Linked DNA regions of Gossypium hirsutum: all the other regions are linked to region 3. A link is a contact called in public Hi-C data. All regions are on one chromosome and are shown on one strand. The core of a region is the stretch at or near the end of the contact, and the rest is flanking DNA. Distances in the headings are between cores, read along the strand shown. Region 1 holds the start of LOC107952415. Region 2 has its middle 5.1 kb from the start of LOC107955690. Region 3 holds the start of LOC107955686 (cytochrome P450 714C2).

What was found. Hi-C and Micro-C count contacts between places; a contact is called where the count stands out from the background.
Region 1: a contact with region 3 is called in a Hi-C map of leaf, with 2.3 times the contacts expected there. The contact joins the promoter of LOC107952415 here to the promoter of LOC107955686 in region 3. A contact is called at or near these places in 6 of 34 Hi-C or Micro-C datasets (all in leaf).
Region 2: a contact with region 3 is called in a Hi-C map of leaf, with 2.3 times the contacts expected there. The contact joins the enhancer-like site here to the promoter of LOC107955686 in region 3. A contact is called at or near these places in 6 of 34 Hi-C or Micro-C datasets (all in leaf).

What each region holds. Positions count from the first base shown.
Region 1 is chrA07:83,417,894-83,421,184 of Gossypium_hirsutum_v2.1, forward strand. LOC107952415 reads right to left here and starts at 1,817. Exons shown (of 2, transcript XM_016887671.2): 1 at 1,415-1,817; 2 at 1-40. The coding sequence starts at 1,817.
Region 2 is chrA07:83,791,496-83,795,098 of Gossypium_hirsutum_v2.1, forward strand. No RefSeq gene overlaps it. Among protein-coding and RNA genes, the nearest start is that of LOC107955690, 5.1 kb to the left of the region's middle. Within about 2 kb of position 1,551, at least 1 of the 9 cell types and tissues checked has an H3K27ac peak or open chromatin away from gene starts, as enhancers often do. A contact at or near this core is called in leaf, where this site is marked.
Region 3 is chrA07:83,579,014-83,582,563 of Gossypium_hirsutum_v2.1, forward strand. LOC107955686 (cytochrome P450 714C2) reads left to right here and starts at 1,748. Exons shown (of 5, transcript XM_016891490.2): 1 at 1,748-2,458; 2 at 2,587-2,813; 3 at 2,930-3,177; 4 at 3,247-3,550. The coding sequence starts at 2,167.

The DNA of each region.
Region 1 (3,291 bases), core at 567-3,066, 160 kb before region 3:
CTAGATGGAAGAAAATTTTCTCCTACATTTTCGTTGAAAACTACAGAATATGATACTATAGACACACAATTCATTAACGAACTAACCCATCTTGGGTCAAATCCCATTTTCGTCATTACTCATTCACAAAGCTCCATTCAACCTTATCATATGCCTTACTCATATCCAGTTTCACAGCCATAAACCTTTTTTTTCCTGGCCTTTTGTGCTTTAAAGTGTGCAGAACTTCATAAGCTATTTTTTCCTGGCCTTTTGTGCTTTAAAGTGTGCAGAACTTCATAAGCTAGTAATACGTTATCGAAAATCAGTCTTCCTAGAACAAAAGCACTTTGTGCTGAATCAATGCATTTATGAATCACTGTCCGAAGTCGATTAGCAATGACCTTAGCTATCAATTTATAAATCACATTGCATAAGCTAATTGGCCTAAATTGAGTAATACTGAAAGGGTTTAAAATTTTTGGGCTTAGCACAATATTTGTTTTGTTGATTGAATGTAATTCCATACTTTCATTTAATCTTTGAAGGCAAAAAGTGGATACATCCTCCCCAATGATCGGCCAACATTTTTTTATAGAATAAGGCTGGAAAACTATCCTCTCCAGGTGCTTTTGTAGGACCTATTTCTAGTAGAGCTTCTCTTATTTCCTCCTTGGTGTATCTTGTCTTTAATTTCTCATTATCTTCATAAAAAATGCATCTGTTAATTCCGGACAAGATTTTAGAGAAGTTATCTTGTCTTCCTACTGAAAATAATTTTAGAAAATACGATCTAGCAATTTCCTCCATCTCTTTAACCTCCTCTGTCTCTCTACCGTCTTCAAACTGCATCTTGTGAATAAAATTACACTTTTTTCTTTGGGTCGCCTGCTTATGAAAAAAAGCTGTATTTTTGTCTCCAAGTTTCAACCAATTTATTTAGGCCCTCTGCTCCTAATAGCATTCATCCTTTTCAATCTCAAAATTCAAATTAATCTTTGTATCAATAAGCTCTGCCAAATTTTCATCACTTCTATCGGATTCAAGTAACATTGCTAACTTTGATGTTAGGACCTCTGTTTTTATTTTTTTACACCGTCGAATCTGGTTTGCCCAACTCGTTAAATCTCTTTTGATATCATCCATCTTGCTCAAAATATCACCTCCGGCATTTTCCTAAATATGTCTAACTTCCTCAAAAAATGTTTCCTCCAAAACCCACCAGGCCTCAAACTTAAAGTTTTTTTGAATCAGCCTTCCAACTTTGTGCTTGTACTAATAAGAAGTGGACGATGGTCCGAGAATGAATAGGGGAGATGTTTAATTTGAGAATTTGGGAATAAAAAAATCTATTCTTCCGTAGCTACACCCCTATCCAACCTCTCTTGAATGTTCGTTTCTGGGAGGTTCCCTCTTTCCTAAGTAAACCAATTACCTAAATAACCCACATCCACCAAGCTACAATCTTCTAACGTCTTTCGAAAAGCTTCCATTCTTCTCTCATCTCTAGGGAGACCTCTTTTCTTCTCAAAGCCATATAAGATCTCATTAAAGTCCTTACAAACCAGCCATGGATACTCTTCGTTATTACTTAATCGTCTTAACAAATTCCATGAATCATCTCTATCATGTGTGTAAGGAGAACCATAGAAACCTGTAAATCTCCACTTCTTCTGATCACCTACATCCTCAATAATCACATCAATATGTCGATTAGAGAAACTTTGGAGCATTATATTAGCATCCCCTTGCCATGCTAAACTTAGTCCCCCTCTAGAACCAACCGAATCAACATCAATACCAAAATGAAACCTGCAACTCGGCTGAACTTTTTCCATCTGATACTTATTAATTTTTGTCTCCATAAAGAAGATCACTTAGGGATAATGTAACTTCAGCGTATCCCGAAGTCTTCGAACTATCCGTGGATTCCCCAAACCACGGACGTTCCAACTTAAGATTTTCATTACGATCAGTCGGCTTGCCTCTTGGCAGCTGCCGATAATAAATGAGTAACTTCAGGCATTCTCCTATTTCTTCTTCCCATGGTACTGCTTTCTTCAATGTCCCCTCTAGGCCTCTTTTTCCCCTCCTCGCCTATAATCACCTCATTCTCCAGATCATAATCCATTGCTGTTTTAATTTGACCACCCAATGTTTCGTCATTCTCTAGGCTTGAGTGAACCTTTTTTCCTTCCAGATTGAATCCTAAGATAGGGTCAATGTTTGTATCACAGCCAAAACTTCTAACATCTCCTTATCTACTGTTTCCTCTGGGATCTGCATTAAGACTGCTCACAACTCCTCCTTCCTCCCTTAACCAAACACTACTCATTGTTTGGGCTCTTTTTGTCTGTGCACGTAAAGTCAGATCCCAACCCATGTTAGCAATTTCTGCCCCTAGCTCCATCTTGGTTGCACAAAAAGAATCACTATGACCTAGACGGCCACAATAGAAACAAAAAAGGGCCAGTCTTTCATACTTGAATCTGACATAAAAACACTTGCCACTAAACATGATTTGTTTTTTCCTTTTTAGAGGGCGACGAATATCAATTTGAACCCGTATCTACATAAAATTTCTATTCTTTTTCTCGAAACTTGAGCCATCGTACTCCAGAAGATTTCTTATAAAATTTCCCAACTGTGTAACCAAATTTTCAGAATAGTAACCCACGGGAATGTCATGAACTTGTACCCAGAAGGGAGTTAAGGTTAAAGGGACTTTTAATGGATCCTCTTCCCTTTGCAACTTATGCAAAATTAAAAGATGATTATTAAACATCCAAGGGGATCCTTTTAAAACCTTTTCCATATCCATGATGTGATAAAATTGAAATAAATACCTTTTTTCACCCAGATCTCTAATTTGAACACCCTTAACAGGATTCCATAAATTAGCTATAGTGTTTTTCATTGTTGGAAAGTGAACAATACTGGCTGTAAGAAAACATCCAACCAGATTAAGAACTCCTCCTTCACTAACTGAATCTGGATCGACTTGTATCTGCAGAACTGCTTCTTCTTCTTCATCAAGTGTTAAATCGGCGAATTCTGATTCCATGGATGTAGTCAGAAAAACAAGAGGCGTTGAAAATTGATTTTTAAACTTAATAAGATTATGGAGATGGTAGCCGCCCAACAAAGGAGACTCAAAACACAAAAACCTAAAGGCTTGCTAGAGAGAGCAGACAGAGACGTGCTAGAGTAGCAGACTTGAAAATCCTAATTAAATAAAATTAATTTGCAAATAAATATGTTGATTAAAATATTTAAAAATAAATTAAGAATGTTATAATTAATAATATCATA
Region 2 (3,603 bases), core at 301-2,800, 210 kb after region 3:
TATATATAGCGATGTTTTTTTGCGGCGCTTATCAAAACGCCATAAATTGTTTTAGAGGCATTTATAAGCAAGATCAAAAAAGTGCCGCTAAAAACCTGTTTTGCTAGTGATTTTACCAATTAAAGTCACTTTTTTAACTAACTAATATTTATATACAACTTTGGGAAAATGTCTAATCCCCGACTTGCATGTTGCATGTTGCTGTACTCCTAAACTTGTTGGCAATAAATAAACCTTTCTTGAATATTTTTCTATTTCAGGTAATCCTCATGTTTTGTGATATTAGTAAAAAAATAAGCAACTTCTTGCAATAAATTTTTTATACAATATTGAGGGTGAGGGATAGAAGTAATAGATTTCGAACTTATGTCAAATAGATGCAATCAAACTTATACTTGTATTTTGCATTATCAATCAAGTGATAGATAAGTATGCATTATCAATCAAGTGATAGATAAGTATTAAGAGGGCCTTAAATTTTTTTGTTAGCAAACAATGTATTGTTTTATTATTGATGTATTAAAATTTGTGTTAAATTATAATACTTATACTAAACAGCGAAGTTAGAAATTTTTTGGAGGGCCATGATTGAATTACAATTTTTTTGAGATTTAAAATACAAATTTACTATTATATTAACTTATTATTTTACATTTTTTAAAAGGATTAAATCAAATTTTATAATTTTGAGGGGACAAAATGTATTTTTATCATAAATCGACATATAAAATTACATAATTTAAAGGAACCGAACACAAATTACCATTTTAGGGGAGACTAGGCCCCTATTGTCACCCCTACTTCTACCAAATATGACATAACAAATGTATTACAATATTAATATTCTTGCAAAATGAGGCATAAAAATCAATTTTTACATATAAGGATAAATTTCAAAATTATATATAAACTTTGATCCAAAGTGAAATTTGTTAATGAATTTTGATTTTGTGTAATCATATACATGAAGCTTTGATTGTGGACATAAAACTTTGATTTTGATTCAAATATATACATTTAAAAATTAAACAGATCAATTTATTTTCGTATTAGATAAATATAATTATTTGTGCATGTAATATGTAAATGTAAAATCGATCTATATTGATAATGGATGAGAAAATTAATGTTTGTTAACTTTGCTAATATGGTAATCCACGTGAATGTCACGTTAACAATTAATTGATTTTTATATTTTTAATAACTTTTAAATTTAAAAAAAATATATTTTTAAAATTTTTAAATTTTAAAAATTAAATCATTGCTAACACAGTATTCACATTACAATTCACATGAATTTCATGTCAACAAAGTTAACAAGCATTAACTTCTCTATCTATGTTAAGATAATTTAATAAATAATACAAATTTAAAAACTAAAAATAAAAAATTAAATAAAATTTGAAATATTTTTTATTTTAAATTAGAAGATGAAATAAATCATTATTCCCAAGAAACCGATTATACGTCCTCGATTTTTCTGCATAGTCCAAGCCATTCTTTGAAGAACCATGTGCATAGAAAAAGTATAAATACAAAGCATGGGTCACTTATGCATGTGAGTGGTCGAATCCATGCTAGGATATAAAGGTGAATAGAAGTGAAAGGGACGTACCTGGTGTAGGTTCGGCAGTGATTTTTGAAGATAGAAATTCTTGATTTGGACGATTAATTTGCATAGGAGTATGGTAAAAGGAACACCAAATTCTTGACTCAAATAATTATAGAAAAAACTATAAAGTTTTAAGCATCTTCGTTTATTTTTGGCTGCTATCGTAGACTTAATATATAAATTGAATAAATTATACATTTTTGACGACTTGATACTTAAAAAGAAAAAATTACAACCAAATACTTAAATTGTATTATAGATTACCTTAATTGATTATTGCCTGTACCAAAAGCTATTGTGGTATACATGATTGATCAATAACAACTAGTCATGTGTTATATCAAGCACTTTGCTAAATACATAAATACCATTGGTTTGATCCACGACAACCAGTCTTATTTTGATCATTGACCTTGTAATGTGTTATTAATGGATAAGTTATTTTAGATGCACTGTAACAGCCTAATTTTCAGTGGTATCGGGAATAGAGATTTGAGATCACCAAATCCGATGGGTGAGTTAAAAATTTAATAAATTAATACCTATGAGTTAAATGTGAATATAAAAGCATTTTTGAATTAGTGAATTTGGTGATTTAAAAGAATTAATTAGGTAAATTGGGTCGAGAATGAGGTATCGAGACCTCAACTTCATAAATCAAGCCATAAATATTTTTAGAAATATTTTTGGAGTGTTGGTGAGGTAGTATTAAAATTTAGTCAGAAAATTTTTACGTTTGGGTGGTTAATTAAATAAAAAGGACTAAATTGAAAAGGGTGTAAAAGTTACTAGAAGAATTAAATAGCTCAATTGTCAAATGAGGAATTTTGGGCGGCAATAGCTGAGAAAAATCAGGAAATGGATGAAATAAGGGCAAAATTGGAAAATTGTCAAAATTGGCTAAATAAAAATGGGACTAAATTGGAATATCTAGAATTCTCTTCATTTCTCTTCATATTCATCAGCTGAAAAACAACCATGGAGGAGGGTTCAAGCTGGTTTTCATACTCTAGCTTCATGTAAGTTTAATTCTTGCTTTCTCCTTGAAATTTTTATGTTTTTGTGATTTTTACAACTAGGTCCACTTGTTGAATTCATTAGTTTTTGATTCTATGAAAGAAATTGAAAGTTGTTATGAATATGTGCTAGAAGTATATGATGATTTGCCATGGAATTAGAGCTTTAAATTATTTATATGCTGATTTTATTGAAAGAATTGAATAGAAAGTGAATGTTTGGGACCTAATTGTAAAAGAGTTTGAAGTTAAAGTTTCATATGGAAATTATGAATTTAAATAGTTATGAAATAACTTATAATGTCTAGAAAAAGTGTTAATTGAGAAAATTATCTTAATTGAGGGGTTAATTGAGCAAGGACTGAATTGTATGAATTGTGAAATTTGGGGCAAAATGGAAATAAACATTTTGCACTAAAACTGTTTTAGACAGCAGCAGTAGTCTAACTTTGAAAAATCACTAAAAATTATAGAAATCGAGTTAGAGGATGAATAAAATATGAAATTAAAGCTTATTGAGTCTAGTTTCTTATAAAAGAAATTATGTAAGCAATGGAATTGTAAATCATCAGATACAATAACTTTTGTAAGACAAGGTCAGAATGATTTCGAGTTCCCCTGTTCTGACTTTGGAAAATCATAAAAAATTGGATAAAAATAATTAGGGGCTTAAATTTATATTTTTAGAATCCTGAATGAGTTTATTTCAAGAAAAACAAACTAGGACATCATTCAAATCCTGTACAAGAAGATAATTAGTTTTTAGTGAAGAAGAGTCGGAACTGTCAGACAGCAGAACAGGGGAGACTTCAATGAATAAACTGTATTAATTGGCCCAACCAAAAATTATGAAATTTTTATGGTAAGAAGGTATATGAGTCTAGTTTCAGCTAAAATTAGAGGATCTTAATTTGGAGTTCTGTAGCTCAAGATAAAAATAATTTAGTGATTATGACACAGATGGATAGCTTGAAT
Region 3 (3,550 bases), core at 498-2,997:
TAATTTTGAAATACCATACACATTTTTCTTATTTTTTCCTCTTTTACCATTCAAATATAAAAAGATTAATTCTTATGCTTTATGATAAAAAATAATCATCTCTCATACTTTATTTCTTCTTCTTTTTTTTTTCTTATCACACTTAAAATTTATTTTCTTCTCACATTTTACTTTCACTTTTTTATCTCATCTCAAGTACAGATAACCTGACCTAAGAAAATTGAAGAGCCTGATAAATTCATTTCCAGAAATTTGATTTGGCATTAGAAACATGCTAATTAAATCGACTTTGATCCCAAAAGGAAAAAAACGCAAATTAATTAATGTATACTTAATTAAGTTAATTTGTCACCACCTTAGCTTTTAACCTTCTAAGTTCAAACATTACCAAATATAATTAAAAATAAAAGAAAAAATAGGCAAGTGTTTTACCATCTGCAAATGCAACCTAAACAACTACGATATTATGCACAGTTTATATAAATCAATTACTTATATTATGAATTTTCATTATAAACATTTAAAAATTAATTTATTTATCAAATTACTTTAAAAGATAAAATTAGGAAATAAAAAGGATGTATTTAAAAGCTTAACTTTTATTTGTTAAGATTTAAAAAAATAGCTAATAGAAGCAGTAGTTAAGTTTTAGGATAAATATAAGCTATACATTAACTTTAATTTAATGCGCAATTTGATATTTAAATTTTGATTCTGTGTAATTATACACGTTAAACTTTGATTTTGGTTTAAATGTGTGCATCAAATTTTTATTTTAATTTAATTATACACATTTCAGAAAATCATTATATCGATTTATTTTTATATTAGATAAATATAATTATTTGTGCCTATAATATGCAAACATTTAATTGTGTTATACCGATAATAATATTAGGAATTTGTGTAAATTAAATTAAATCAAAATGTCATGTATAAAATTACACAAATTTAAAATTTATATATAGCATTGTACATTAAACCAAAAGTATGGTAAAATTTTAAGATTTATCCCTTAATTTTTTTTATTATTTCAAAACTAGGTTATCATCCCTTTTCCAATTTATACTAGCATGATCGTTCTCATTCACACTTCGCCTTCAGTTAAATATATATATATTGCTAATTATTGAGTAAAAATTAAAGGTTGCAATATGCTTTAAATTTTTTTATCATTCATATATTTAGAATTTAGTCTTTATACTTTTATTTTTAGAAATTTAGTCCCTCTATTTTTTGAGTTTTAAAATGTAGATTTATTTGTTAATATTGTTAAAATTTATTTGTTAAAGTTGTTGGTGTGACAATTGAAACTTAAAAAAGAAATATAAAAAAATGACATATAATAGACCTAAATTGAATAGAATATTTTAACAATATTAACAATTTTTAAAAATTTATATCAATATTTTAATTAAAATAAAATATTTAAATTAATTAATAATATTATAAAAATTGAGGTATCAAATTATTTTAAAATTGAAGTATAGAGTTTAAAGAATCATTGAAATATAATCCATAATGTTAAAAAAATAAACCACGTACAAAGCAATGATGGGAGTTTAAGCTTTAAGGTCGACATTGTTGACTATGGCTCGACCTTTTTAAACAGCCACTAGTCATTTAGCACTTGGTAGTGGCAGAAATAAAGGAAATAACCCCGAACTTAGTGCTCTGTTTTTTGTCTTTTATTTAAAAATGAAATTAAGTGAGAAAAGAAAAAGAAATATCTACGAGACCCCATTGCAGTTACATTAAAAGTTAAGTAATTTTCCTCCCGTTAAAAGAAAAGTTAAGTAATCTTCCAAATTCCAACAAATAATTAATATTAGTTTTTTGTACACTACAAGACTTTTAGACCTTGAATCCCAATAGCTCGTAACCACTTCTTTTTTTTGTGTTGTTGGCAACAAATAATTAAGCAAAACTTCTCACCTTCAATATGGATCTTAGAAAGCTTCAAAACCATGCTGCCTTTCATGTTACTGTCCCTTAGAAAAATGGTTTTCTCAATACATTGACCACAAATACCATACATTAGAAGTCTTACATACAGTTCTTTCTTTATTTTTTTTGCCACCAAACCTTCCTACTCCTTTCCTTAATTTCCCTGTATATAATTCCCTTTGTGTCTAAACAACCTCCAAAGCTATCACCACTTCCAACATGGGACTTACAGAGTATTATGTCAACATTTTTGTTTCTCTTGTGCTGCTTGCTTTCCTTGGATTGATCCTACGTTTGTATCATGAGTTGGTGGTGAAGCCAATGAAGCTCCGAGCAAGATTACTCAAGCAAGGCATCAAAGGACCGCCTCCGAGTCTGCTAATCGGAAACATAAGAGAGATAAAGAAGGCACAATCCAGCATTGTTAAGGTTCCTAGCATGCACCCCCCTGCCACTCACAACTGCGGTGCGCTACTCTTTCCATTCTTTGAGCAATGGAGGAAACAATATGGTATGTATAATAATGTATTGCATACCTCTTAATTCTATGCGTGTCGGTGTCTATAATGAAATTTAGGAGTATTCATTTACCAAAATAGTTATCACTGATAGTGGTGGAGTAATTTCATTAAATTTCAGGTCAAGTATTTGTGTTTTCTCTTGGTAACACTCAAATATTGTTCGTGAATCAACCTGATGCTGTGAAAGAGATTACTACATGCACGTCCTTAGCCTTGGGGAAGCCTTCCTATCAACAAAAGGATCGTGGTCCTTTGCTTGGTCAGGGAATTCTAACTTCAAATGGGGCAATATGGGCTCATCAGAGAAAAATTCTTGCTCCCGAATTATACATGGACAAGGTTAAGGTAAAAATATATATTAACATATGATTCACTAAATACATCAAAATGATTATGATTACAGATCTACATACAGTACTAGGTGTATATAAACATTAATACAAAGATAAAACCTCTTGTAGGGAATGATGAACCTGATTGTCGAATCTACATTTACGCTAGTAGACTCTTGGAAGACCAGAATAGAGGTCGAGGGTGGACTTGCTCACATCAAAATTGACGAGTATATGCGAAGCTTCTCTGGAGATGTCATCTCAAGAGCCTGTTTCGGAAGTAATTATTGTAAAGGAGAAGAAATCTTCTTGAAGCTAAGAGCTCTACAGGAGGCCATGTCCAAGAAAGGTTTATCCACTGGCGTGCCTGGAATGAGGTGAGCATTCTTTCGCAATTTCAAAGTCCTATGGAAGCAATTTCTTTTAAAATTTTTGGGTTATCACAGATATCTTCCCATCAAAAGCAACAGAGAAGCTTGGGCACTTGAAAAGGAGGTGCGTGATTTGATATTGCATGTGGTAAAAGAGAGAAAGGGGGCAGCAACATACGAGAAGGACTTACTGCAAATGGTGGTTGAGGGAGCTAAAAGCAGTGACCTGAGTCAAGAAGCCACCGAGAGGTTTGTAGTTGATAACTGCAAGAACATATACTTGGCTGGATATGAGACTACTGCCGTTTCTGCCACCTGGTGCCTCATGCTTCTAGCTGCCAATCAAGAATGGCAGGATAATGTGCGGACAGAGGTGGTT